Regions from separate parts of the Mus musculus genome. Here all the other regions are linked to region 5. A link is a contact called in public promoter capture Hi-C data. All regions are on one chromosome and are shown on one strand. Each heading gives the region's core, a stretch centred on a gene start, on an enhancer-like site or on the middle of the called end of the contact. The rest is flanking DNA. Distances are from core to core; before and after follow the strand shown. Region 1 holds the start of Gtpbp8 (GTP-binding protein 8 (putative)). Region 2 holds the start of Cd200r1 (CD200 receptor 1). Region 3 holds the start of Nepro (nucleolus and neural progenitor protein). Region 4 holds the start of Zdhhc23 (zinc finger, DHHC domain containing 23). Region 5 holds the start of Cfap44 (cilia and flagella associated protein 44).

The links. Promoter capture Hi-C pulls out the DNA fragments that hold promoters and counts their contacts.
Region 1: a contact with region 5 is called in a promoter capture Hi-C map of cranial neural crest. The contact joins the promoter of Gtpbp8 here to the promoter of Cfap44 in region 5. A contact is called at or near these places in 5 of 39 promoter capture datasets (cranial neural crest, embryonic stem cells, liver and 1 more).
Region 2: a promoter capture Hi-C map of stem cell-derived epiblast-like cells shows a contact between it and region 5, with 4 times the contacts expected there. The contact joins the promoter of Cd200r1 here to the promoter of Cfap44 in region 5. A contact is called at or near these places in 8 of 39 promoter capture datasets (cranial neural crest, frontonasal cranial neural crest, hematopoietic stem and progenitor cells and 5 more).
Region 3: a contact with region 5 is called in a promoter capture Hi-C map of stem cell-derived epiblast-like cells, with 5 times the contacts expected there. The contact joins the promoter of Nepro here to the promoter of Cfap44 in region 5. A contact is called at or near these places in 23 of 39 promoter capture datasets (the 3T3-L1 cell line, 3T3-L1-derived adipocytes, the HPC-7 cell line and 14 more), 3 of 484 Hi-C or Micro-C datasets (cerebral cortex and embryonic stem cells), 10 of 115 datasets of contacts at active chromatin or transcription factors (astrocytes, differentiating embryonic stem cells, embryonic limb bud and 6 more) and 1 of 9 other capture datasets (adipose tissue).
Region 4: a contact with region 5 is called in a promoter capture Hi-C map of liver, with 2.4 times the contacts expected there. The contact joins the promoter of Zdhhc23 here to the promoter of Cfap44 in region 5. A contact is called at or near these places in 7 of 39 promoter capture datasets (the 3T3-L1 cell line, hippocampal neurons, liver and 2 more).

Annotation. Positions count from the first base shown.
Region 1 is chr16:44,743,707-44,749,590 of GRCm38.p6, reverse strand. Gtpbp8 (GTP-binding protein 8 (putative)) reads left to right here and starts at 3,228. Exons shown (of 6, transcript NM_025332.3): 1 at 3,228-3,592; 2 at 4,098-4,196; 3 at 5,723-5,853. The coding sequence starts at 3,254.
Region 2 is chr16:44,761,703-44,767,521 of GRCm38.p6, reverse strand. It overlaps Cd200r1 (CD200 receptor 1), which reads right to left and starts at 1,786. Exons shown (of 7, transcript NM_021325.3): 1 at 1,450-1,786. The coding sequence starts at 1,513.
Region 3 is chr16:44,719,711-44,725,803 of GRCm38.p6, reverse strand. Nepro (nucleolus and neural progenitor protein) reads right to left here and starts at 1,503. Exons shown (of 9, transcript NM_145972.4): 1 at 1,336-1,503. The coding sequence starts at 1,441. It overlaps Gm30445 (a long non-coding RNA gene), which reads left to right and starts at 5,141. Exons shown (of 2, transcript XR_003951853.1): 1 at 5,141-5,237; 2 at 5,377-6,093.
Region 4 is chr16:43,976,648-43,982,136 of GRCm38.p6, reverse strand. It overlaps Zdhhc23 (zinc finger, DHHC domain containing 23), which reads left to right and starts at 2,328. Exons shown (of 5, transcript NM_001007460.2): 1 at 2,328-2,678; 2 at 2,961-3,229. The coding sequence starts at 3,087. It overlaps Gramd1c (GRAM domain containing 1C), which reads left to right. Exons shown (of 17, transcript NM_001359085.1): 17 at 1-1,787. The coding sequence ends at 79. Gm46552 (a long non-coding RNA gene) reads right to left here and starts at 2,264. Exons shown (of 2, transcript XR_001781930.1): 1 at 1,899-2,264.
Region 5 is chr16:44,391,106-44,396,480 of GRCm38.p6, reverse strand. Cfap44 (cilia and flagella associated protein 44) reads right to left here and starts at 1,682. Exons shown (of 35, transcript NM_001033247.1): 1 at 1,633-1,682.

The DNA of each region.
Region 1 (5,884 bases), core at 1,979-4,478, 350 kb before region 5:
ACGTTGGGACATTCACAACTTCCTGTAACTCCAGTTCCAAGAGACCCAACACTCTCTTCTGATCTCTGCTGAAATCGATACATACAAGGCACACACACACACACACACACACACACACACACACACACGCACATGCACACGCACACACAAAGATAAAAATAAAATTTAAACTTAAATAATTTATCCTGACAGTTGCTATTACAATTCAGGCAATTTATGTATGGAAGTTTTTCCATGTCACTCCCCATATAATACCCTCTTCAACCCTACTATTACCTTCCCAATGCAAGCCATCTTCATTTTGATATGATCAGGCCTTTTTCATAAGTGATACTTGGTACTCAAATCAACTCCTTTTCTAGAAAATATTCAATAATTTTTTTCAGACCGGCTCTATATAGTCCAGGCTGGCCTCAAATTTTGTAGGTAGCTAAAAATGCCTTTAAGCTCTGGTCCTCCTCACTCTGCCTCCCAAATACTTCCATTCCAGACTCCAGTGCTATGCTTAGTGTTGTCACAAGTACATTGTAATTATTGTTGTAAAGAAGGGGAAAGTGAAGGCAAGAAAGGATCTTATGTAAAATCAAACAGTGAATACTAACTAGTCTATTACCTTTCCCAATATCCAAAAGCTAGTTTTCCCAATGTCTCTAATCTCACTTCTACCTAGCCATTCAAAGTATGGTGTGTCTAAACTAGATAAGAGCTGCTCTCTGTGCTCTCTTGTTCTTGCCTTCTTACTCCCGCTCTGTCCTCTCACCCTTCTCCCCTCTCTCCACATACTCATGGCCAGCCACTACTTTTTTACTTTCTCTCTCTGTCTCTCTGACTCTCTGACTCTCTGACTCTCTCCATCTCTGTCTCTCTGTCTCTGTCTGTCTTTGTCTGTCTCTGTCTGTCTCTGTGTGTCTCTCTGTGTGTCTCTCTGTCTCTCTCTCTGTCTCTCTCTCTGTCTCTCTCTCTGTCTCTCTCTCTCTCTCTCTCTCTCTCTCTCTCTCTCTCTCTCTGCCTTTCTCGGTCCCTACTACCCTCTCAACTCCCCTCCCCATTTCCCATGCCCTGAATAAACTCTATTCTATACTTAACAAAAACCAAAAACACTTGATCTCTGTGAGTTCTGAACTTGCTGACTCTCTGATATCCATGATTCTGTCTACCTGCCTCGGCCTTACAATGCTTACCTTCTTCTTGGATCAGATGGAATCCCTAAACTTGATACCTACTGGATTTACATCGTTCAGGGTCATTTGGAATCAGTCATTCGTTTCAGAGACAGACAACAATGGAAAAATAACTGTGATGATCTGTAAGAATGGCAAAATCTCTTCACTGATCTACCAACCTTCTTCCTGTTCTTATCAGCTAAGCCTGGCAGAATATAGTCACAGCACTTCAGTCACTTGAATTTTAGTGAAAAATCTTAGCTCTAAATCTGGGTGTGGTAGTACATCACTCTGAAGGCTCAGACAGAATGATCACGAATTTGAGGCCAGTCTGACCTATGTAATAGACTCTGTCTCAAAAGCAAACCAACTCAAACAAACAAACAAGTGCCTATAAGGATTATATACAAAGTGTGTAATACCTGTCTACATCATACTAAATTTTTTTATGTGTTAACTCTGTGATGAACTGCTTCAGTTCTCAAAATCAAAGCCACTTCTTCTGAAGGATGATCACAAACAGCCCAACTAGGAAAGAAACAAGGCGTGTAATAATATCTGGAAGTGAAGCATTCCAGACAGGCATATGCAGCAACACAGGGGCATATTTGCTTCTTACATCAGTGGGCTACGTTACATTTGAGACTAGAAGATGTTGGGGATTTTCACTTGCATTTTAACAGGATCATGTTTGCCATTACATTGGGAATATACCTGAAGGAGAAACAAGCAATGATACACAGCTAGATTTTGGAAGCTATGCCAATAATCTAGGTGAGAGACAAGGAGGACTGGGAACACGATGCTAATGTTAGGGTCTGAGAACCCCCAGAGAATGAGACCCCAGACTCAAATAATATGCAACAGCAAAGAGCGTCTTTCAGCAGAATTCGGCATGCAAAGGTCGCTCCATTTAAGAATGGAGACACCAGTGTGTGCTCTGCAGGGTCAGTTTAAAGCCTGTTAGGGTGGCAGTGGGTGTCTTTTATCTTTTGTTTTTTCTTGATTAGTTGGCTCTATCTCCAGGGATATGAGTCCTTTGTGATTTGTTAGGGCTCTGGGGACTTTCCAAGGTGGTAAGGCACCCTTGGATTGGCTGTCTGCAGCTGTGGTTGGATGGCCATGGGCTCCTGAATCTGGGTCCTCATTTCTGGGAAACAGAAATAGGCCTAGACTCCCAAACTGCCAGTTTACAGCCTGTCATGGAGTCAACCTGGCTCTGGCTCTTTGATCTTCTGCCTACAGTAGAGACTAGGGAAGAGTTTGATTACAAGTGTCCATGGAAAACACAGCATATGTTGACTCTAAAGTTTATGTGCCTGCTATATGCAGATGCTTTAAAAAGAAAATAATGGAGTGACAGGGCACGGAATGATTAAATGCTTGTGGTGGTTTAAATGAGAATGGCTCCCATGAGCCATTTGAATAGTTGCTCCCGAGTTTAGGGAACTGTTTGGAAAGGGTTGGAAAGTGGGGCCTTGTAGGATTAGAAGGTATGACTGTATTGGAGGAAGGGGGTGTGTATTTGGGGGCTTCAAAGGACTCCAGTTGTTCCCAGTTCTGTTTCTGGTTTATGGATCTTTGTCAGTTCTCAACTGCTGCTCCAACGCTCTGCCTGTCAGAGAGATACCGTCCCTTCTCTGAAAACGAGTTGCAATTCCAACCACATTTCTCACCAGCTTATTTAATTTTGCAAACGTGTTTTTCTCGGTGACGTGAACTTATGATAAATGTCAATCGACGATAAAACGACCGGAAACAGAAGGCAAAGCGGGCTTGGAATCCACTAGTTTGTCCCTATGGTTCCTTCCCTTGAGACTCAAAGATCACAGGACAAGGTAAGTTTTTCGCATCTGGAAACCGCTGAAGACCAGAACACGCCAATCTGATACATAGTTGGTAAAGCCAAGGTGTTAAAGAAAGTCAGTGGGGTTTCCCCCTTTCTGCCCGGAGGTGGTGAGAAGCTTGAGCAGGTGAGGAGACCCTAGAAAACTACAATTCCCAGCAGGCGCTGCGGCAGCGAGCTTTCTGTCTGGCGCTGTCCAGACCCTACTAATAAAATCCAGTCGCGAGGATTCTGGGAGAGGAAAATGGCAGCGGCTAGGTTGAGTCATAGAATGGGAAGGCTCCTTGAGAAAGCGCCAGCACTGGGGCCTTGGACCCGGGTTTACAGCACGTCCCCTGCCTTCGCAGAAGTGCTAAGGCTGCCACAGAAACAGCTAACGAAGGTAGTGTACCCGCTGCGGGAACTGGGGCAGCACCTCGCCGCGGACTCGGGGCCTGGCCTTATCGAACAGAGACTCTTCGACCCGAGCCTGGAGGACATCGGGCGGGCGGAGAGCATCTTTGAGGCCACCGCCCGGAACCGCATCGAGTACCTCAGCTCCGCCGTCCGCCTCGACCACGCCCCGAGTTTGCAGCAGCCGGAGGTGAGGTTGACCGCCGGGTCTACTGTAGGTGCGAGAGCCTGAGTCGGCCTGTGCTCATTTCCTGTCACCCAGCGAGAGAGCTCGTAACAGCAAAAGAAAACACTCCGTGTGGATGCGCCACTCGTGTGCGGTGCCCGTGGAGGACCGCAGTGAGCCGCAGTGTGGGTGCTGGGAATCCAACTCCGGTGTTCCGGAAGAGCCGCCCGTGCTTTTATATTTTCATTTTAGTTTATGTGGGTTTGCCTGCATGTATGTCTGTGTACCACATGCCTGTTGCCTTCAGAACCCAGAAAAAGACATCAGTGCTCGCTGGAACGGGAGTTTCAGGCAGTTGGGAGCAGCCATACGTGCTGGCTGGGACTTGAACTACAATCCTCTGGCAGCAAGCGCACCTAACCATTGAGCCACGTCTCCAACCCCGAAAGTACAACATGTAATAAATAAGCCACTGTTCAGCCCTGAGAATACTAAGTACTCCATTCTCCCTACCTCTCTCTCATACTAGGTGTGTTTCATAGGCCGAAGCAATGTTGGAAAATCCTCTTTGATAAAGGCCTTATTTTCCCTGGCCCCTGATGTAGAAGTCAGGATCTCAAAAAAACCGGTATGCTGGGTATCTCTTGAATTTATAAAATGAGACCTAAGTATTGGCAGATGCAAGAGATCATAATTGCTAAGTTCCTAGAGAAGAATTTTTTTAAAAAATATGTAATAAGGTAAGACATCATTAATGTCTGTATATTCTCTGAGAAAAACAAAAGTATAGCTGAATTGATTTTAGTAGTCTTGCCAATATCTAAAGGAAAGCATTGTTGTTCTAAATTTTTCCTTAGTTGACAAAGTTAAGTATTTTATTGCTGTTTTCTTCTATAATAATGAATGTCTAGTTCTACATTGGTTGTAGGGAAAAAAGGGTTTAAGTTGCTTTGTCCTCTATATTCTTGTGTATATTCCAGATGTGTGTATTCTTTTACCCAAGGCCACTCTGTGCCTTTCTTCACAGATAGCTCTGATCTTCTGCCCTTCTGCTATCCTCTCCTTCTTCTCCTTCCTTTTCATTGATGCAGCCAACTGGTACCTAAAAGAACCTTTTCCGAAATCTCACCGCTGGCCCCACTTACCTTAGTGTCCATCTGACAAAACACTTCCACCAGCTGTGACCCTCACTGTTTCACCCGCGAAAGTTTAAGCCCTTTCATGAAGCTAGCTTTCTCCTTCCCACTTCATGGAGTAGCGTCTCTGGTTTCATCACAGGGATTCCATCCTTCACCACTCTTCCTCCTCACCACAGAAGCCAGCTAAACGGTGAATTCTAGACAGAACGAATCCCACTCTTGTATAAGAGAATGATAGAGAAGGTGTATTCTTTTCATTCTCAAATACACAACTCTAAAAACACTTTCTAACAGACAAAGACGCTAACCAAGAACTTAATCATCGCTTACGAAAAGCCCTCTCCTTTGATATTTTATACCAAACAATTGACTCTAGTTTGTCTTTCCTTTTCTGATTCCTACGTGTTTCATGAATGCAAAAGCGCAAGTAGCCACATTGTGTTATCTTTGCATCAATTTTAACTTCACTGTTGTAATTGTGGGGTTGTACATTCTTTAAAAATTATTTATGAGGACACTAAACTGCACATGCAAAAACATCTTGGTTTACAGAAACACTAGTCTGCAGAGGATGAATGTCAGACTTCGGATCTGGGTGTTATAAGAATCTTTGTGATAGAATAAATGTTTGATCAGCACTTTTAAGTTATTCCTCTGTATACATTGCTCATCAGAGAATTGGCTGATGGCAAACACAGCCTTAATCTGGGTGGTTTTCACAGACAGCAAAATAGGAAAGATCCTAAAATATTTTGTCTGTGTATTTCTAATATGAAATGTAAAGTTTTTAAGCTAAGCATATTTTTTGAAAAATTGAAAAGATTTAATTATGATTTAATCATTGGTGGCTACTTCTCTCCACCTTTTTTCCCCCTTGTATTTACAGTAGTTCAGAATATATACTTCAACTTTTAATAAGTATTTGTTGATTGAATACTTAGGTTCATGAACATTTCTAGGCATGAAATAAAGGATATATTTTAAGCCAGCTTTTTTTTTCCATTTACTCTATCAGGGGCACACAAAGAAAATGAATTTTTTCAAAGTTGGAAAACATTTTACATTGGTGGACATGCCAGGGTATGGCTATAGAGCACCCGAAGACTTCGTTGACATGGTAGAGACTTACCTAAAGGAACGAAATAAGTAAGGACATTCTTTTTCTTACCATTGTTAG
Region 2 (5,819 bases), core at 537-3,036, 370 kb before region 5:
CACGCCTTTAATCCCAGCACTTGGAAGGCAGAGGCAGGTGGGTTTCTGAGTTCAAGGCCAGCCTGGTCTACAAAGTGAGTTCCAGGACAGCCAGGGCTATACAGAGAACCCCTATCTGGGGGAGGGGGGGTGGGGGGGGGAGGACCTTTCAGCTTTCAAAATTCAAACTCTGCTATGTTTCCATTTTGTTGCTTTTTTGTCTGATCTACTAATACACAACCTGACACAACCTGACTGGGCTTTCCCTGTCAAATTGATCCTGCACAGACTTTAAAGGCTTTCTAGAGAAGCCCAACTACTGAAAGACTCAGGACACTCCCCCCCCCTTCAAATTATAAACAAATAATTAGCTTAGCGTTTTCAGCTGTGCTACAATGGGTGCCTCTCAGTGAAAAGCAATCCGGGTAAACTGCACACTCCAATGTTTTGTGGTGCTTATGGAAATAAGTACTGCGGACAAAGCACTTCACCGCCCTAAGCTTAGGTTCTAGCTATGTGAAACGGAGCTTTCTTCCATCCTGACCTCAATGGCTTGCTATGCACATCAAAAAGAACAGATAACTGAAAATTCTCAGCAGAAGGGTGCAGTGGTGGATCATAGTTATCTTACGTGTGCTCACCAGTAAGACTATCATGTGATGTTCTCTTTCTGGAAGATAGACCAAAATGTGATTTTTAAAGGAATTCTGGTGAAAGGAAAGAAATACCGTGTCTCCTTTAAATTGTTAAACTATACATTTCAGAGCTAAGTCTGTTGTTCCCTCGTAGCTACTGCAGCTACTAAAAGTGAAACATGAAAAAGCCTCCTACACGAACTCCCACCACCCTTCTACAGTGAAATCAGGACACCCGCACGGTAGCCCCAAATTCTATTGAACTCCTACAAAACTGCAGACATTGAGGCGTGCACCTCCTGATTCAGAAAGTGACTCCTGTAGCCCACATATCTTCAAGATAAAGGCAAATATACATCACAGATACACCAGTGTAACTGTATGTGTAAAGCCTGCAGTCACGAAAAGTGTCAGGAAAAAAAAAAAAAGATACGTTCCCAACTTACACTGTTGGCGAGGGAGACCAGAGATGATAGCTGGTTGTTGGTTTGGTTTTTGGTTTTTGGTTTTCCCCAAGAAGAAGATACAGAGACCCCCATGTCATTTTGATTGCTATGAATATGTGTTTAATTTATCCTGACCTGTCCTGAAGGGGGAGGGGAGATGAGGAAGCGACAGTGGAGGACATTATAGAACACAAAGCAAAAATAAATCAGACAAAGCAGAAAGTAGAGGTGACAAGGTAACCCATATCTGGAGCAACCCTTATCTCTACAACAGAAATTGGCTTGCGTTACCCAGCGAAAAGGGACAAGGCTTAAATGCTGCGCAGAACAGGTCTCTCCTCCCTTAGTCATTCTCCCCACCCACACCCCCCAAAAAATTTCAGACTCACCAGCCACAAAGACCCCCCATATTAAGAGCACTGCTAGGGCAGAAGTTCTCCAAAAGCAAAACATTTCGGTTTTCTGGTTTTCCGCCGCTCACTCGGTACTTTTTCTCCTCAGAGGTAAGGGAGCAGCAGTGACCATAACCCGGATCCCTCTTCTCTCGGGTTGGCTTCTGCGTGGTAGCGCACCTCTTAACCCATCCGCAGGGAGCAGCCCCGTCCTGCCTGCCAACTCCTTCCACTCGCGTGCTTTAGTCTGGCTTGGAAGAGAAGAAACTTCTCTGGGACTTGACACAGCAATGGATTTCCTGTGCAGAACCGTGAAGCAAAGACAGAGGAAGCTGACTGAGTGGGTTACTTTCAGCCCATTGGCTCTTTCTCTTCTCCTGCTGCTCACAGATAAACTGTACAGTAAGGCTCTGAACATGCCCAAGACAGATGGATGTGTCTAAACCTCCATTCAAAACTGAAGAGGGTTATCGATCGATTTTCGCCGCGTGCTTGTAAATTTCCTAACCACAATGAATTTCTGGAAAGTTCTCCAATATAATAATAATAATAATAATAATAATAATAATAATAATAATAATAGTGTGTATACCCTTCCTCAGTCTTTAATGCAGAATAAATATTTCTACTTGAAAATGCCATGGTGAGATTACTATCTAGTCTGGAACCCCACACATAATGCTGGGAGCATCAAATGCGTTTTTCTATTATTTTCTATTATTTCTATTATTACCCTAACAATCCCAAAATGAGAGGCTTAAACACAGCACTAATGCACTGCCCGGGAGTCAAAAGTCTGAACGTCATGATATGGGATTAAAATCAAGGCGTAGCCAGGCCTTTGCTTCTTCTGGAGACACGACCTTTTCCAGCACCCAGATGTCTCTGCGCTCTAGCCTGCGGCCATCGGACATCATTCTAACCTGTGTTCCATTGCCATAGCTGATCGCCTGATGATGACCCTTCTGCCTTCCTCTTACAAGGTCCTTTGCGATTAATTTGTCCAATGAGCATTGTCTGTTCATCCGAAGATCCTTAATTTAATTACATTCACATAGTCCCTTTTGCCACATCAGTGAACGTTCAGTCGCAGACCTCTGTGGGAGGCTCAGTACTGAATTTCCATTCTCTTTGACTTTCGAGGAGTTAGGTTGTTGTAGTCACAGATAACCGCCTTTGAGTTGTCATAGATCTGAGAGTCTAACTTCCCAGAAAAATTCTGTGTAATGTTACTAGTTAGTATAAACTTAGATTACAGTTGAGAAGAAGGAAAAAAAAAAAAAAAACCAAAAAACCTCTGTGGTAAGAATTTCCTACCCCTGAGCAAAATGCTCCAGGAAGAGGAAGAAAACATTGTCAACAGGAAAAAAAGATAAAACAGCACGAATTTTCAAAGTTAGCAATTCCCTCTTCCCTCTTGCCAAACATTAAACTCTATATATTACCCTCCTCCACCTCTCAAGCTTTCTCAGTGCACCATTCTGATTCAAAGGAACAAGGAGATAAGATCCTTAAGAGAAAGAAAGACTTGAAGACATGTCATTTAAATTTAAATACTGTTTTTCCATCACAAGAAGCTGTTGACACTGTAGGTTCTGAGGACAATCTGAGCAGTGCTTAATTCTCTGCCAAGCAACCTCAATGATACTGGTTCATTTTCTTAGCTGTGTCTGTATTTCTTTTCTATTTGATATTATAATGGCATGAGCTTTTGTCCATGTCATCAAAAAGTTTTGATGATCAGGGGAGCGAAATGGCTTAGTAGGTAAAGGTGTTTGCCACACAAGCCTGTAGACCTGATTGCAGTCCCCAGCAACTACATCAAAGTAGAGTGAGATAACATAGCCAGCCTTCACATTTGTACGATGGCATGTACATGTACACACACAAACATACACACACACACACACACAGCAGAGAGAGAACAAATTCTTTAATTTTGTTTTTCTTTTTTTTTTTATTCTTCTCTTCATTATTTATTTTTGAGATGGGATGGACTCAAACTTTCTGTGTATCCACGGATAACTGGGAACTCCTGGTTCTCCTGTCTTCACCTCCCCAATGCTGAGATTATACTGTGCCATGTGCTACCACAGTTAGTTTATGTGGTCCTGGGGATGAACCCATGGTTTCATGCATACTAGGCAAGACACTATAAATTGAGCCACATTCACAGCCTCGAAATTGTTTTAATTACTTTTGTTTTAAGTTACTTTCATTTGTTTTAATGATATAAAACAAACAATGATAAAAAACGAAAAAAACAAAAAAAAAATTGAAGCTAAGCTTCAGAGACCTTCTAAGTGTCCAATCAAAGGATTTCATGCTTGCCAATGGCCTGGCTGAGTTCTTCAGGTTCAGCTCCCATCCCCTCACAGCCCTGCCCCTCACAGCCCCACCCACCCCTTCAAGCAGTGATCTTTCAGACTCTCTCCTTGTGTGCTCATCTGAGAACAAATCACAGTCTTTAACCAGCTGTGTAAGAGTTGACTCAGTAACTTCCACACCATGGAGTTCATAAAGTAGGCTCACCAAGAGTCTACTTTGTCTCTCTACTTCTTCACACCTTCTGCCCTCAAGTCCCACAACCCAACTTTCCCAAGCCCCACCTTCTCTTCTTAAGGAGAACAGGTATTTACATTAAGGCCCCAGAAGCTTACTACCACTTCAGTTCTCTCTGAAGATGTACAACGAACATGACCACTATAAGAGAGGCACGTGTGCATCTTGTAAACGCTTCTCTCTGAAAAATCTCAAGGTCCTAGTTTCTCCCTGTGTCTACTTTTTGGTACCCGATCCCAGAAACCAGGACAGAAGAATGAAGAGAGATCAAGAGAGAGAAATTGCTCAAGCAGAAACACAAACCCTCCATCTTTCTCTCACTGTTATCTATTAAGAATAGAGGAATTTGTGGGCAAAAGAAAATAAAATCCAGAATGGGGTGGTGTAGATTTGAAAACATGAAACAGAATGGAATAGTGTAGATCAAGGCCAATAGTGTGGTTGCCAAAAGCTAAAGGCTTAGCAAGTTAGCTAAAGCCCCTTTAAACTGTGACAACCACAAACGTGTACCTTTGGTTTACTCAAAAAATTACGTATCTATCTTCAATGCTATTCAAGTGAACAACTTCTGCTCAGGAGTACTCCTCAATCTGGAAGGGCCCAGGATGCACTTCAGTGTCAAGTGTCTGCCCAGCCCTGAGAAGAAGGATGCAGCTGATGCACTATATATGTGTCTACCTTCACATCCTATCATTACGCTGGTATTTATCTTGACAAATTTTACTTCTACTGACACTATGTCATCATTTACATATACTATGGGTATGCATGTATGCATACATTTATATATTATACATTTACATGTCTATTATATAAGAGCTAACCATTTTGTTATAATTTTACAAATTATGCACAAAATAGACATGAATGTATCAAAACAAAGTATGAGTAATATCCAACAAGTAGCATGTGCCCTAGTTAGTGTGGTAGCACCCTTTGCATACATAGAGAAACTTTAGTGATGCTTTATTTGTTGCTAAGAATCAGTTCTAGATCTTACTGATCATGGTCACAGTAAATAACACTTGCTAAGCCCTTACGCTTAACATCCAAAGTCGAGCCCTCCTAAGTATTACCCTATTTCATTCTCTCCACAGCCTTGTGTAGAATAATATCTTTAGTATTCCCATTTTACATTTTCCCTTTCTTAGACAAAAAAAAAACAAACAAACAAAAAAAAACCAACAACAACAACAAAAACCTAGGTGAAATTTCCAAAGACACACGTAACACATGACAGAAGCAGGAATGAGATCTAAGAAACTAATTTGTAGTTAGACCTTAGCCAGTTAGACTGTCCTTTTCTTTCCCCTTTCTGATTCTCTGTCTTGTCTACAATACATCTTCCACTGAGTTGTCATCTGCCAATTATGTTTCTCTTTCAATTTCACACACTTACCATTTCGTTGAGTTGTGATGTCTTTGTTGCTGTTTTGTGTATGGTTCTTTAGTAAATGAGCCATGTGCCTAGTTTACATTTATTAATATTGCTCTCTGCTGCCCACTGCAGACAATTTTGTGAAATCAATATAAATGCTTTCAAACTTGTATTTGATAAGTTCAGTTAAAGGTTTCACTTTGTGATTTTTGAGGACAATGTATGCTAACATACTAAGCACTTGCACACTTAACTAATATCTTCTATGAATTTATTTTAAATTAAGGGGCCAGGCATAGTGGTGTATGCTTTTAACCCCCTAGAATTTGGGAGGCAGAGGCAAGTTGATCTCTATGAGTCTGAGGCCAGCCTGATCCACATAGCAAGCTCAGGACAGCCAGGACTATATAGAGAGGCCTTGTCACTT
Region 3 (6,093 bases), core at 254-2,753, 330 kb before region 5:
ACAATTACCAAATGTGTCTGTAATGACAGCTACGGTCATTTGACTGTCAAACCAGGCACTGTTACAAATGCTTCGTGGTATCAACCTTTTCATTTCCCCAATATGGCCAAGAAGCTGGTACTATTTTTTATCCCCATTTTTGACTGGGGTAAAACCTGTCTTAGAAATAACAAAAAGTAACTGACAGTCATAGGACCAAAAGCAGCTTCAAAAACAAAAAGTTGGATGTAACCGTGAAAACTACAGTATTTCGTAGCTGTGTCTCCCGGTAGCTGAATGTCCCTTCGTGATTAAACATCCTTCAAGCTTAGGTAGGCTGCTCTCGCTCTGGCGCACACCTTTAATCCCAGCACTGGGGAGGCAGAGGCAGGGGGACTTCTAAGTTCAAGGCCAGCCTGGTCTACAGAGTGAGTTCCAGGAAAGCCAGGGCTACACAGAAAACTCAGTCTCAAAAAACAAAAACAACAACAAAAAACTAAGGCAACCCAGGTATTAACTCACAATTCGAAAGACCCCCACCTCATTATAATATTTAGGTTTGAATATTTTATTACGTTTTGGGGGGGTCGGGGTTGTAGCACAGCATTAAATCCAGGGGGAGATGTAGAACATATTACTTGCAGAAGTTGGTTCTCGCTTTTTACCACGTGAATCCTGAGAATCCTCATTTCGGCTTGGCCATACGCATGGGCCCATCTTTTCGTCCCACCCACCCAATAGGCTTTTCTAAAGGATCATGGGAAGAACGTTCCAAACGAGAGCCGGCCCGTGATTTGGGAGCGGGTAAATCAAATCGCCCGATCCCTCTTATATGGTTAACACCTCCACAGCATATATACTAACAAACTAAATTAAAACTCACAACACAGACCCCACCCCCACACACATCTCTTTGCGAGTCCCTGTTTTCTAAACAAACTGCTCTAACTATCTCATTTTTCCCCACTTGAGAAGAACCGAGAGACCAGAGTAACTCCCTCGCCCAGTAAGGGGAAAACGAGCTCTTGTATTTTAGAGACAAGCCGGAGGTCCGAAGCCCCGGCGTACGGTACTTGGGTGACAGCCCCGATCCTTGGGGACAGCACAGGACCCAGGCAGCGTTTGGGGGCTACACATGCAGGGCCGGGACTAGTCGTGCTCTCCTGTTCCAGCACAGTCACGGCGAAGCCCAGGCGCTTGCCAGCAATCCTCATGCCACACTATCCAGGCCGGACCTTCCGCCTGGCGCTCCCCTTCCCGGCGTGCCCCGCGCTCAGGAAGTCCCACCCCGTCCCACGTGAGCCCGCCCGCCGGTTCCCGGAGACACGCTAGGACTTCCTTGCCGGCCACACTCACCCAGGGTGGCGCTGGGGTCCCGCACGGTCAGCGTGCTGCAGTTCCCCGCCTGGGGGATCCTCACGCGGTTCCACGGCTCCGCACCCGGCCGCACCGCAGCGGCCATCTCGAGCGGCGTGGGAGGGCCGGGGAAGGCCGAGCGGAGCGTGAGCGAGTTGAGCGGCCTGGGCAGGAGAGGGAGGGAGGGAGGGGACGAGGGCGGAGCGGGGCGGGCCGGAGGTGTGGGGCCCGCCCCGGGGCGGAGTCACGGCCCGTTAGACCCGCTGGGAAAGGAGAAACGTGTTAGAGTATTCTGAGGCTCCTACATTTTTAGAGCAACTTCGAAGCTATGCATTTTACTGATGGATCCGAGTGAGGCCCAGCCTTTTAACTCTTACTCGGATATTTTGAAAAGAAGAACTCGCATCATATCAGCAAATGTGACATTCGTCACGTAGTCACGATTTATTTGGAGTAGTCAAGGAAAACTATATAGCTTGGATATAGCTCAACTTCAATAATTACAAAAAACCCAGAGGTTGTCTTGACCACCCATTATCACCGTCATTTTCTCCGACAAAATATTCCAGGCTCTGCTGGTTCTGATCACTGATTACTGGTGATTGTTCGTTTTAAGTCCTTGGGGCCTTCTTGCTTCTGTTCATAAGGTTTCTTTCGCAGGGTGGAGAGGAGCAGTTGGTGGGCATTAAGTGAGACTGCCAAGTTGCTTCATTATGTCTGCGGATTACCATATATTATCCCAAAAAGGTAATTTCTTCAGACCTCAGTGTGCTTGGGGGTAAAGACTTCTTAGAACAGTGCCTGCTGTACAAATTTTTACTCTTACTAGACGTATTTAACGCAAGTAATCTTGCCCTACTGAGATGCTCTCTGTCCTGTGTGTTCCTTACAGATAATTGCTCGTTTTTGTTTTTGTTTTTTTGTTTTTTTTTTTTTTCTGTTTTTTTGGGTTTTTCGAGACAGGGTTTCTCTGTATAGCCCTAGCTGTCCTGGAACTCACTCTGTAGACCAGGCTGGCCTTGAACTCAGAAATCCTCCTGCCTCTGCCTCCCAAGTGCTGGGATTAAAGGCGTGTGCCACCACTGCCCAGCTTAATTGCTCTTTCATTTGAACCATTTTGAAACAATCTCACTTCTTCAGTCAGCTCTGGGATCACTATCTTTAATAACACTTCGTAAACTATCCTCACACCATAACGACTTAAATGCCCCTCTAATGCACTACCAAATTACCTGTGTGTTAGTTTCCTATTTGGGCTGTAACATATTACCACAGACTTAACAGAATCAACATAATGTTTCTGGACTTGTGGAAGACAGAAGATATTTTAGTTGGAGATGTGTCGTGTGTGCACGTTGGAGGCTAAGGGTAGTGGTCAGGGTCTTCCTTTACCACTACCCACCTTTGCTTCTGAGTCAGGCTCTCCCGCTGATCCTGGAACTCAGTGTTTGGTGATCAGTCCCCAGAGGCATCCCTTCTCCATCCCAACCCTCTGAAACGCCTTCCTAGCCCCAGTTCAGTCTTACTGAGCTAAAATTAGCTGTTTAATGGGCTGTTTCCTTCTGAGGGCTTTAAAGAAGAGTTTCCTTGACTTTTCCAGACTTTTAGTGGTTGCTGCATTCTTTGGCACATGTCCACATCCTCCATGTTCAAAGTCACTACAATAGCATCCTGCAATATCTCCCCCTGTTCAGAGACAAGGAGAGATAGACTCAAGTGTTTAAGTAAAATAATCCACTTGAACATTAAAAAAGCTGTATTATGAGCCAGAAAGAAAAGATAAGGCAGCTGTAGACAGAGATATATTTGTGATGCAATGATAGAGATAAGGAACGAAAGAATGAGAGGTCTGTGTTTTCCTAAAGGAAGATTCACGGTCATAATGAAGAATAGAGAGAAGGGAATGGTGTTCTATATTCTATGAGCAATACATACTGAAATTGAAGCTTCTAGGAACTGGGCACATGGAAGAAGTACAGGATAGTTTTTAAGTCATGCTTGGAAAACTTGTAGACTCTAGAGAAGGACTCATAGACACAGATGGCCACCAAATATGTAAAACCTTACATACCTTAATAATCCAAGAAATGAGTATTACAATAACTGTGAGGTACTATTAAATAGAAAAAATGATGTCCTTTGTTACTGCATGCATGTGCGTGTTCATATATAGACACACATACACAGTCTCTTTTGTATTCCTTAAAATGAGAAATAAGCCTGGCTTGGTTTCACACATGTAATCTTAGCACTCAGACTGGGTAAAGTGGATTTCCTTGAGTTTGGGTTACAATCTGGACTACATAGCAAGAAAGCAGAAAATAGGAAATTATAGTGATTGCACTATAACCTTGTAAGAAATTTGTTGTTTTCTAATAGTTTGATAGTAGAATTTTCTCCCTCTAAGAATTTTATGCTGATATCAAATATTTAAAGCAAATATTAAAAATGGAATTGTATTGGCTAAGGGTGATGATAGGCCCTGCCATTAAGGCCTGCTGCTCTAGTTCCCATGGATTGTTCCAAAGCCCATACTTGAGAATGGTTTGAAATCCTAAGTGTAAATAAATATGAGCAATATTTATATATAATATAAATAATATCTATAATATAAATAATATTAAAATAGATAATAAGTAATGTTATATGTTACATTATGGTAGGTTTTTTAAAGAGTTTATTTTATTCTATCCAATGTCTACTGGTGTTTTGCCTGGAGAGAGAGAGAGAGAGAGAGAGAGAGAGAGAGAGAGAGAGAGAGAGAGAGAGAGAGGGAGGGAGAGAGAGAGAGAGAGGGAGAGAGGGAGAGAGAAGAGAGTGCATTTCATTCTGCCTGATGCCCATGGCAGTGAGAAGAGGGCCTTGAATTCCGTGGAAGTGGAGTAGCAGATGCTTGTGAGCCACCATGTGGGTGCTGACAACTGTACCCAGGCCCTCTGCAAGAGCAGCAAGTGTGCCCAACTATGGGCTCCTCTCACCAGTCCCCTAAGACTTTTCTTCTTTTTTTTTTTTAAGATTTTATTTATTTATTATATGTACACTGTAGCTATCTTCAGACATTTCAGAAGAGGGCATCAGATCTCGTTACAGATGATTGTGAATCACAATGTGGTTGCTGGGATTTGAACTGAGCCACCCTCCCCCTTTGTTTGGTTTCGTTTCCTTTCATATGGGGTTTTTGTTTGTTTGTTTTTTGTTTTTCGAACGGGTTTCTCTTTGTAGCCCTGCCTGTCCTGGAACTTACTCTGTAGACCAGGCTGGCCTTGAACTAAAAAACCTGCCTGCCTCTGCCTCCCAAGTGCTGGGATTAAAGGCGTGCACCACCACTGCCTACCCCTAAAATATTTTCGAAAGGAGTTTAGAAAACTGTAATCTGTTGAGGTTATACATTTATACATGTGGAATGCTCTAGAAAATCCTTAAAGGGTAGTAACAGTGATCAGTTTTCATCAGTAAGACAGACTTTTTTCTTCATTGACTTTTTATTTTCTATTTTAAAACTGAGAAATTATTACAATGTTGAGGGAAAAAATGCTTTAATACTAAAAAAAAAAAAAAACAAAGAAAAACACTGAAGACTGTGTGTGTGTGTGTGTGTGTGTGTGTGAGAGAGAGAGAGAGAGACAGAGAGAGAGAGAGAGACACTCTGATCTTATGAGGCAGTATATTCAGAGGCACATACTTTCAGGACTCTTCATTAAGGCTCTAATCCTATTTCTCTCACCGCAGTGCATGTTATACCACTATGGGCCACTAGAGGAGGATAACTTCAAATGAGACTACCTTTCTGCTCCCTTATTTTTAGTTAACAACATTGTTCTTCGTTGTACTGGCAGTTGATCCCTGACTCTTTCTTACTAGATCCCAGAAGCACCCACAGTAGTACCAGCAGTGCCTCCTTGGTGAGTTCCCTTTCACTAAGGGGCTCTAACGGATAAGATATTTGGAACCAGAGGTGGTCCCAGGGAACAGCCCCCTCAATATTGGATATTGAGTGATCTGGTCATATTATTACCTTGTAACACAATCTTTCTCATTAAGGCAATGGGACATAAGTCTGTGACACGCTGGGTCTTCATGCTTAATCACGTAAGGTGGACTGGGATGAAGAATTCCGGAAGTTCACAGGGAACCAAGCGTAGGTAGCACTGTTGCTTCTGAACCAACTGGAGAGCCTAAGACAATGACAACTGGAGAGCCTAAGACAATGACAAGACGGGCTCAAGTCCAAACCAGAGCTGCCGGGGTAACTACAAACGCTTCACTAGCTTGTTAGAATTTCCCACACACAGGGGCTCAAAACACAACATTGTGGGTTGCAGAATTGTAACTAAAGTAGCATTTGTGTGCTCAGACGCCTCATATGCAAAGATGATTAGTTACAAGAAAGACTTTGCACCTTGGTATGGAGACCACGTACTAGGACTTATGGAAAGCTGAGCTCTTGGGACTGCCTATCTGCCTGTGTCTGAAGAGACTGATATGAAGACCCTACAGTAAGCTCAAGGCCCACCCCAGCTGCTTCTCATTACCTCTAGGACTCTATCTAGATGCAGGTTTGGATTTGTTCTGAGGAACCAGGTACAAAGCCTGGCACAAAAGGAAATAGCTTATACTCCAAAGTAATTGCAAAATGTTGCTCAATTTTAGTGACAGAAACTCAAGTAACACTGATTTATTAGACTAGAGAAAATAGATACAAGGCAGTGAACTAGATAAAATGTGCTGATATGGAAGGATCTGGAAGGCAAAAGTTGT
Region 4 (5,489 bases), core at 1,079-3,578, 410 kb after region 5:
GAAGAGCTCACTCATTATGCTTCAAAAAACCTTTGATTTACTAAATAAGAACAAGTCTGGGGTGGCTGTGGAGAGCTAGTGCTGAAATGTGGAAACCAAAGAGACATCTGGACCTAGAAGGCAACATCTGGAAGGAATCGGAGGATGAAGACTGTCACTGTCATAAGGACATTTCTGATATTTTTATTACCAGGATTTCTACCAGGAAAGCTGTATTTAAATAACATTTACTCAATGACTACTCTCCAATAGCCTTAAGACTCTATCTTTTCACTTCTTATAGATACTTTTAAGCTGTGAATTTCTCCAGTGAACCATGAAATATATTTTGGAATTGAAATTCTGTGACACAAAAGGGGAAGGAAGGCACTGTGGGTAGGATGGCTATTCTTCTATAGTGAGGCTTGCTACTTGATCCTTTAAATTTATGTTAGCACAGAGTCCCTGTGTGCCCAGGGTGGGGGTGGGGGGCTGCGTTTGTAACTGAGTTTAAGAGCCTAAAAAGGTAAGAAGAAACCCCTCAATCATTTATCACCTTAAAGGATCGTTTTCCAAGTGCATACATTCCAGGCTTGTATCTTTAAATTTTACAGTGCCTTCCTTGACTTGGCCTCAAGGCCAATGGTCAGACCTTTTGTATGTCCGAAAGAGTCATTGGCCATGTTGTATCTGAATGAAGGGATATATATGTATATATATACACACATATATACATGTACATATATATACATATGTGTGTGCATATATGTATGTACGTATAAGTACCAAAGGTGAGATTATCCTTTATATATCAAAAAGACTGAACAGTAATTTAGGAGAAGGAAGTATATAGGACATCAATGCTCATAATGAACTACTTTCAGTTTTAGAAGTCGTAAGATTATTATAAAATCTGGGCATTCCATGACAGATCAAATTGAGTCCATGAGTAATGCTTAGATTCAGCTTAGCAACACCCATGATAGAGGTGGCCCATCAGGTAGAAAATAATTAATCACTTTTCAGTAGCAGCTAACTTGTCTTGCTGGCAAATTATAAGCTGGACACAAACTTGCACTCAGCAATAAAGACTGGGGGGCATGCAAGCTGACCGGAGTTGAGAGGCGCAAGCTTGGGCTCTCGGGAAAACCACTCAGGCACTTGTGTCAGCACCAGTGGTTTGTGAAAATAAGGACTTGGCGACTTGACTTGAAATTAGCTGCGTCCCCCGGGATTTAGGAAATGTTCAGGACGTATTTATTGTTTTGTTCTCTAGCTGTCTTTCTAGAACACGCACATATATTTATTTTTATTGAATATCCATTGCCTTTAGTCAATGTTTCCTTTCCCTCAGTGTCACCAAAGCCAAATGTCATTGCTAACAATGTTTTTGAGACGCCTGTAGGGAATAAAAATACTGGCTAAAGGGAAGGGTTTCTCTTCATGAATCCTAACTAATCTCCCTGGGGCAGGGGGCTTCGGAGTAATACCTTCTGTTCTGTTCTGTTCTGTTCTGCTTTGTTTTGTTCTGTTCTGTTCTGTTCTGTTTTGTTTGTGATAAGAACATAGGAAGTCTCTGGCTGTGAGTTTGAGTGACTGGATTAGAAACTTCAGATTGTTAAATTTAGAAAAATGTTAACTGTCAAAGTGAATGCTTTTGTGGTTTCTCTTAAAGCACTTCACCATATACCTCAAAGATTACCAACGTCACTTTGTAGATAAAACACTAAATATGTACGTAGAATTAATGAGATCTTAATCTGTTATGTATGGATTGACTTCAATAAAACCGGAAATGTTTAAGTTGTCGTTTTTTCTTCTGTTTCTGCTTAAAACCAAACCAAAACCTAGAAAGCCTGGGGTAGGGAAAACCTGTACGTAGGCCCATAGTTCTTACAGATTTGTGCTGCAATACAAACCCAGAGGGGACTCTCTTGGGCAATTTCATTGCAAATGTGCAGACTACTGAATCAAAAGTACCACCGAGGCCTGGCTGGAAAGCAGCTCCATCCTCCAGGACTCGCGAGCGAGAACAAGTTGGATAAGCCGGGCTTGGGGTCCACAGCGGGCCTCAAGGGAAGGCGGGCGACTCGTGGGGTGGCACCTCTGAAGGCGGCCAAGGTGCGGATCGAACCCCAACGCCTGTTGCCGGCGCTGGAGGACCGCAGGCGACCGGCGGAACTCTGGCGGCGCGCGAGCGCCGGGGTCCGATCCCGCACCCCGGCGGCACCGCGAGGGCCCCGGCGCAGGTGCGAGGTGGCCCGGCCGGAGCGCGGCGGGGGAGGGGCCTCGTGGGCAGGCGGCGCACGTGCGGGCGGCGGGATCCCGGCGCCGGGGGCGGGGCACCCGGAAGCGCGCGCCGACCTGCGGAGCGGCGACCGGGGGCGACTGGCTCGCTCGGCAGGCGCGCGCACCGGCGGTGCTCACAGGTGGGCGACTCCGCCCGGCACTCCCGAGCCTGCCGTGCGGGGTCGCAGGCTCAGCCGCGCCCAGGGGAGTCGGTCCTCCTCCCGGTCCCCGCCTCTGTCGGGAGGGCAGGTAACTTCCCCGCCAAGGTCATTCTCCAGGCCCGCCCACGCCCTCGGAGCGGCGGGTTCGGAGTGGGCTGGACGGGCGACCTCGGGGCTGCTGGGGCTCCTGGCATCCCCGGGCCGGTGGGTGGTTGCAGCGCCAGGGCGTCGCTGCCTGCACCTGCGAGGGTGAGTTTCCACGGCGCGCAGCCTTGGGGTGGGGACAGCCCGGCCCTTTGAGCCGGCACCCTCAGGTGAACTGGGCCGCCCTAGCTCTGCTGTCCCGGGCCGCGTGGTCGGCTGTCGCCATGGGAACGGCTGGTGCCCAGATGTTGCTAGCCTAGCTGGGAAGGGGAGGGGAAGGTGCTCAGAGCCCCAGAAGTCAAGGAACCCTCCTGTCAGGCCACGCGGAGCCCGAAAAGCCTGATGAAAGCAGGACCCTTCCCCCCTTTTCATTTTTTTATTGCTCAGGCGTTGGCGTTAATGAGAAGCAAGGATGTGTTTACAGGATGTGAGTTGAGTTCTTGCCACCTTTACCTTCTGTGAGCTTCTTATGCCTCATGGTGACAGGTACAAATCCGTACACTAAAGGGCAATATGAAGCCAGTCAAAAAAAAGAAAACCGAAGAACCTGAATTGGAGCCCCTGTGCTGTTGCGAATACATAGATCGAAATGGGGAAAAGAACCACGTGGCTGCCTGTTTGTGTGATTGTCAAGACCTCGATGAAGGCTGTGACAGGTAAGCTTACAGTTTCCAGATGCTGACCCCACTGGTTCTGTTGAGACCTACATATGTATATATATTCCTTCAGGTTTGCCGTCCAGAATGCTGAGGTTTGTTCTTGCTATTCCAAAGGATCTAAAATAGAGGATTGGTTTTTTGCTGTCAGGTGTGAGGATTTTAACAGTTTTCATTTTAAAGGATCATGGAGGATAGTAGGGTAGATTAGATGTATATAAGAACGCAATCCAGCACACACACTGCAAGTTTAAATGGACACTCCAGAAAGTTCTGTATTTTCAGTGATCTTAGTAGGACCCATGCATGGGGTTGTTCTCACGTGGTCACATGAACTTGAAGGGTAAAAGATAGCTTCTCTGTTCTCAGTTCACCCTGTATTTCCAGAGAGAGAGGCCATGTACACCTTGTGGGGAGTGACTGTTTTTCTGTGTGTAGCAACACAGTCCTGGTTGGAATATTGTCTTATCTTTGGCCTTTACTTTTACCACAATCTCAGCGATGGAGATTGCTATCTAAAAAGAGAGTTTTTAACCTCTGTTAAAACCAGTTTGTATCAAGCAGCAATAAACTGCTTTTAGCCATTTTTCTAAATATATATATTTTAAACATCTGCTTATGGAAGGCATAAAGTGATAGGAAGAGGGATGTTGGAGACAAGCTTTTCCCAGAAATTGTCCCTTCTGGCTACACAGTCATGGTGACTGTAGATTGTTAATCAGGCCAAGAACAGCTTTGCATGGGGACCACTGCAGTCTTCTGTCACTCTTGACTGGTAAAGCCCATTACCTCTTTGTTCCTTGTCTCTTTCTATAGTATTTCTTTTTAAATAGGTAGCCTTAAATATAGCTTCTTGAGACTTAGTCTAAAATCCATCCTGAGGAAAATAGAGCACTTTGCACTAAGGAATGGAGAGTGTATGCCAGTTCCATAATGGCCATCATTCAGGAAGGACCATGGCTTTGCCACTAACTTTGCTAACTCTTCCTCTCTCCTAGCCCTTGGGGCCTGAGCTGTCCTGAGTTCTCTCCTCTGCCCTATCTTTTTTCCTGGAGACAGGCTGCCCTGTTCCCACCACTCCTACTACTCTCTGACTCCAGGTGATATCTCCCATTCACTTTAAGGTGTGTCGTGCCTTTAAAAAAAAAGCCTACAGTTATTTTTACCTAAACTACCTTTTCTTTCTCGCCTGTCTTAGTCCACTTAGGCTGCTGCAACAAAATACTTCAGAGTGGGTACATTACAAGTGATGGAAGTGGACTGTCTACGGTTCTAAAGGTGGAGAAACCCAAAGTCCAAGTGCTGGCAGATTTAGTATCTAGTGTGGCCCCTCTTCCTCATGGGTGGTATCTGCTCAGTGTATCCCCACCCAGCAGAATGGATGAAAACCCTGCCTTTCTTGGTCTTCTTTTGTGTGGATGTTAATCTCATCCACAGTGTGTTCTGTTGACCTCACACTTCCCAAGAGCCCCACCTCTGAATAAGATTGCACCGAGAGTTAGGTTTGAACTACATGAATTTTAGCCACTAATATTGGATCATTTGCAGTCTACCTCTGCCCCCTCCAAAGAATGTCTTCACATGAAAAACATACCCCGTACCTCCTAACAACCTCCAATATTTAATCATTCAAATGTCAGCACAGACATCTTAAGTTTCCAGAGTGGTCTGGGTGGCATCGAGTAAATCAGAAATGGGTGAAACTCATGAAGGCCTCTGCATGAAGCTGTGGGCCTGTGACTAACAGGCTGTTGGCAGTAGAGAGGTTAGGAGTGCTTCTTGCTCTTGCAGAGGACCAGGGTTCAATTCCCAACACCCACGTGAATCTACAACTGCCTGTAATTCCAGTCCCAAGGGAGCCAACATGGTCCTCTGACCTCAGTGGGTACGAGGCACACATGTGATACATGGTATATACATGTAGGCAAAACACTGTACACATAAACTAATAAAAAGTAAAGAAGAAATAACAGACTGTGAACTTTCAAAACACAATAGTGGGACATTCTTTGAAAGACATTCCCAGGGTGGGAAAGAGAAATGAGAAAAGGAATGGCACATCCCATACCCACAGGACAAATGACATGTGTGATGCAAATATCCTACCTTCCAGACACAGTGCTGAGCTAGAAGTATGGCTTTGCTCCTACTGTAGCTCTCATGCATTGGAGTCTTGTGGTTGCACAGAGCTTGTGGGTGGCTGGCTCCACCATCCTGGGTCCTGGTCAGTTCTTCCCCTACAGCTTTCCTAGGCATTGCC
Region 5 (5,375 bases), core at 433-2,932:
CTCAAGTTTGAATTTACTTTGTCAAATATAGTGGTAGGAAAAAAAATAGCTTGTGGTAGGGTCTTTTTGCTTGCTTGCTTGCTTGCTTGCTTGCTTGCTTGCTTGTTTGCTTGCTTGCTTGCTTGTTGTTGGGGTTCTTATCTGATGGCAAACACAAGTCTAAAATTCTCTGCACACATGATCTCACTTGCTTTTAAAATACAAGGCAGATGCTAATATCACAATTTTGCAAGTGAGAAAGAAGAGCAGTTAGATATTTCGTCCTTCCCTATCACCCACCTCATGCAATCTATTTCCAAGACGCGTTGCCAAATGGCCAGCTATGAAGACTTATGCTTTCACCCTTGTCCTCACCTCTTTAAGTACCAGGCTCACTGTCCCTGTCACTGCAGATACCCTCTGCTCCTACTCTGTTTCTCTAATCCATTTTATCTTTAAATTTTCTTTTCATGGGAGCTGGAGAGGAGAGATACCCCAGCAGTTAAGAGCACTGGCTGTTATTCCAGAGTACCAGGGTCAAGTTTCCAGCACTCCTGTGGCAGCTCAAAACCATCTTTACTCCAGTCCTAGAGCAGTCAATACTTTCTTATAGCCTCTGTGAGCACTGCACACATGTGGTACACGGATATACATTCAGACAAAGACTCGTACACATAAAACAAGAGTAAACAAAACCTTTAAATTTTCAGCTTTTCGTTACATTTATTTATATCTTCTTTGTGGGTAGGTGGGTACATGTGTGGAGGTCACAAGACAAATTTGTGGACATTCTTTCCTTCCGCCATGCAGGTGACAGGGATGGGACTCAGGTTGTCCGGCTTGGTGGCGAGTGCCTTAACCCATCGAGCCACCTTGCCAATCTTTTAATCTGTTTTCTGCCTTGCCCTTTGTATTCCTGAGAGAGCTACCAGAGCACCACTATGTTACAGCTTCGTCATCGAGTGACTGACTCTGTTGCCATCACAGAAGAATGCAATACAAACCCTCATCACGGTGCAAAAGCCCTTCGTGGTGAGGTTGCAGATCGCTGCTGCATCTCACACCCACTCTGTTCCTACTCCCCTTTGGCCCCTTTTCTCTGGTGTCTTACTAAGCAGGCAAGTAAGACTACTCATGACTAACGAATACCCTGTACACTCGCTCCCTACCGCCTTTGCCTATTACCAGCGTTCAGCTGCACTCCTGAGACACTTGGCCTGCATTTAAATCTTAACAAGAACCCTAGGAGGCAAACACAGCCATTCCCCCCCCCCCCCCAGATAAGGAAAATAGTGTAGAAGGGCCCACTGAGAAGGCTCACAGCTAAGGGTGGGCAGGGGTGGCTTTGTTGACCCAGGCACATTTCCAGCAGGCTTTCTTCTTCCCTCTGTGGTGACCTAACTTCTCTGGCTACCTGGTTGCTTCTTAACCTGCATCACCAGTTCCCTGCAGGCTGGAGCTGTGCATGTCTAACCCGCACTGGTTGCTTCTGATGTTTGCGTTGAATTACCACAGGAGGACCGGGGAAGTGTTCCAGAGAAATTGGACCATACTAGTTCCACCTAGAAGGTGGAGTTCACTGCTCTCTGAGTCGCTACCAGATTTAAGGGAGACTTATGGGGACAGCCCGGCCCAGGCTAAGAGCCCACTTACCGGAGGTGTTCGCTACAGCAGCTGGTTTCTAGTCACACCCGCCCAAGGACTCCGTTTACTGCGGTTGCCATAGCAACGTCCCTCCGCCTGCTGGTAGTGATGTTGGGGGAGGGGAACAGCAGGCTATTAGGCGCATGCGCAGCATCCCCCAAGGTTTTTGCCTAAACTGAGGTGTTGCCACAGAGTCGTCCGTGTGCCCTGGGGAAGAAGCTACTGCGACACCCCCCACCCTCAGGAAACAGAAGCCCAGCATTCCAACAATTTATGAACCAGATGACAGAGTATTTGGGTACTTGCCCAACTTTCCAAACCGGCCAAAGGGTCCTAAGGCAATTATTTGCCAATTAAAAACAAAACTTAAAATGGTGTGGTCTTGGCTGCAGAAGGCAGCTTCCAGATACATCAACATCGAAGACGAGTATTTTCTAAAGCTTACCTGTGTTTTTTAAAAAGTAAATAAGGGTTGTGTTGTGAATTCTTGCTGTAGGAGGTGGGCAGCAGCAAGAGGATTAATTTTGGGTTTTTGTTTTTAATCTGCAAGGTATGTATTGGACAAAGGACTTGTATATAAAATATATGACGAGCTCATTCCTGTTTTGTTTTGTTGTTTTTGTTTTTGTTTTTGTTTTTGTTTTTCAAGGCAGGGTTTCTCTGTGTAGCCCTTGCTGTCCTGGGACTCACTCTGTAGACCAGGCTGGCCTCGAACTCAGAAATTCGCCTGCCTCTGCCTCCCAAGTAATGGGATTAAAGGCGTGCACCACCATCGCCCGGCTCATGCCTTTAATAAAAAGGCAAATAACCCAACAAAAACTGAACAAAAAGTTTTGAAGCTACTTTATGAAAGAAGGCATACAAATACCAATGAACAGACCAAATAGGTAAGGCATCACTATCAGGGATGAAATACAAATTAAGATGCAACAACTCAGCCACCGAGAAAGAAAAAAAAGACTGACCAAATACTAGATAGGATTAGTAGTAACAAGAGAAGGTATGTGTGACTAGTGAGAGTATAAATGGGATGTCAGAAAACCACTTAATTTCTTGAAATTTAATCATGCATTCTTATGTAAGGCAGTAATTCATCTCTAGTTTTGCATCTAAGACAAATGAAATATTTAATCTCCTTCATAGTATGTTTATTTGTAACAGGTTAAAGTTGGAAACAAGTCCAGGCATTTGGTATCGGGACACTTAAGTACAAAATTATGGCACAGTCATACAATCAAATACTAATACAGAATACAAAGGTTTATCAATTGACACACATAACGTGGGTCAATCTCAAAATCATGTTGAATGTGAGAAGCCAAAATAAAGATACTGTTGTTAATCCTGAGATTTAACAGGAAAAAACCAATTGCACCATTTTAGGCCAAACTTGAAGCAAGCTTTATTAAATATTAAATACTGACCAAGAGATGGACTTTGGTCAGGACCACTCCCTGGAACTTCCCAGCTGAGTGGCTCTGAGACATCTATTGCAGGGGTTTATAGGACAACCCCATAGGCCACAGTACTGTGTCATGAGGTTTTTATTATATTCCAAGAACCACAACTCCCAGCATTCCAGGAAGTTACCTGGTCCTTGGGCAGGTGGGGCTTACAGGTTAATTTCGGGCATTACTGTATTTTCTGAATGACTCCATTTATATGAAATTCCAAAATAATCTTTGGGGACAGGAACCACATGTATAGTGTTTCCTGCTGGTGTACAGGTGGTAGGGCTGACAGAGATGGACATACAAGGTCAGAGGGATTGGTACTTTATATGCATCCTAAAATTGACTGGTAAATTAAGGTCTAAGCATTTCACTGTACATACATTGTATGGTAACTACAGCATTTAAAAGGTAGAGGTGGCCCACGTAATTTTACAAGCCAGATACAGTTTTCAAATAGACAATATTAATTTCAACACTAAGGCTGAGGAGGTATATGAATAACTATTAATTCACGAGGAAAAAGTATCAGGGTTCTGAACAGGGTGATTTTTATTTTATTTTATTTTATTGTTTGTTTGTTTGCTTGTTTGTTTCCAAGGCAGGGTTTCTCTGTGTAGCCCTTGCTGTCCTGGAACTCACTCTGTAGACCAGGCTGGCCTTGAACTCAGAAATCCACCTGCCTCTGCCTCCCAAGAGCTGGGATTAAAGGCATGCGCCACCATTGCCCGTTTTGGACATCTTTTGATAAGACATTTAACTTCGTGGCCTCTAGTTAAGAGCAAATATTATTCTCCGTTATCTTCCCCTTTGACCCAGAGATAATGCTCTGAGGTCAGACATTTCTTCCCTACCCCATTGAGCAAGAAATTTCCCCAGTTACCCAGGAGTCTCCAATTTATATCCAAAGTTTATAGAACATGAAGCCACGGAGCCAACTGCAATTCCACATGTAGCAGTTCACAAGGTCTGACCCTAGAGGGCGCACACCCCTCAGCCGTGTGCCTTCTTCAAGCTCATATCCCATCATGCTCAGCTGCCCAGGAAGCCTCGCTTGCATCCATGCAGGAACGTTTCCCATCAGTGACTCATTGACTCTCCTAGTCATAATCTAGCTAATTGAGAGCTCAGTTCATTCTCCTTTGTCCTCGTTTCTAGGATTCTAGTTTTACTAAACCACCCACACCCCACCCCCAAGTTCCTTACAGTTTGGAGACTTCTAGAGAAGGTTTTTCTTCACGAATGGAAAGGAAATAGGCACTGCTGACAATACTCTATTTCCAGTGTGGGTGAGACCTTTAGAGCTGTATGCACTGGACCGCAACCAGGAGACAATGAGCCATGAAGGCTAAAACCGTGGAGGGTCTAGCAGACTGGGTTCTTGACCACATGCCTAAGGCAGGGCACCACATTTGGACAGTTTTATTTCTGCATTTTTGTCCTAATAAATAGAAGTACTAGTTGGGACACAGAAAACATCAAGGGAGGATCTATATGCATAGAAAGAATTGTCCTCAAAGCATATAGGAAAGTACAGAAAAGAAGCGGCTAACTCCAGAGATCAGCTCTGTTCTAAGCCAGGTCTTATATATAAGTCCAGCTCAGTGGATTAGATAAAAGCAGAGGTCTAAAATATTGACAGAATTCAATTTTTTGTGATTTAACTTGTTAAATCAGTCTCTCCTCCATTCGTGTGTGTGTGTGTGTGTGTGTGTGTGTGTGTGTGTGTGTGTGTGTGTGTGTAGAACATTCAGAACATGCACACCCGTGCATGCAACAACAGCATTAAGAGGGAAAAAATAAAATATTCAGATTGAAAATAATGACTTTCAAGACCTAAAAGGTATATGTTGGAGGACGGGGCCAAAATTAAAGATTAGGAAAACATAAAAACATGTGCTTAAGTGGAAACTTCAAGTTTCTTTGGAAAGTCGGTTATGTCAAGTGATGTTTTGTTGGGGCACACAGGTGAAAGGATGTCTTGCTAAAGCAGACACATGAAAGCACATGTGACGCTTTAGAAGGAATATATACATAAATACATACACACACACACATATATCCCCATGGACAGTAGGAGCTTGAGCACTGATTTGCATCGGCCCCGCTAGTCTTCGCTGAGGACATGCATGCATTGGTTCGTCTTACACTGCATCGCTGAGCTTCACCTGTGGTGACTTCATAGAGAGAAACTCAGCAAACAACTTTTCATGAGGTACCCGTGGCTTCTTGCTGCTTCTGCAGACTTGGGCTGGTGTTGGGGATTGGTTGTAATGCTTTGCCTTAATTTGGCTCCCCAAA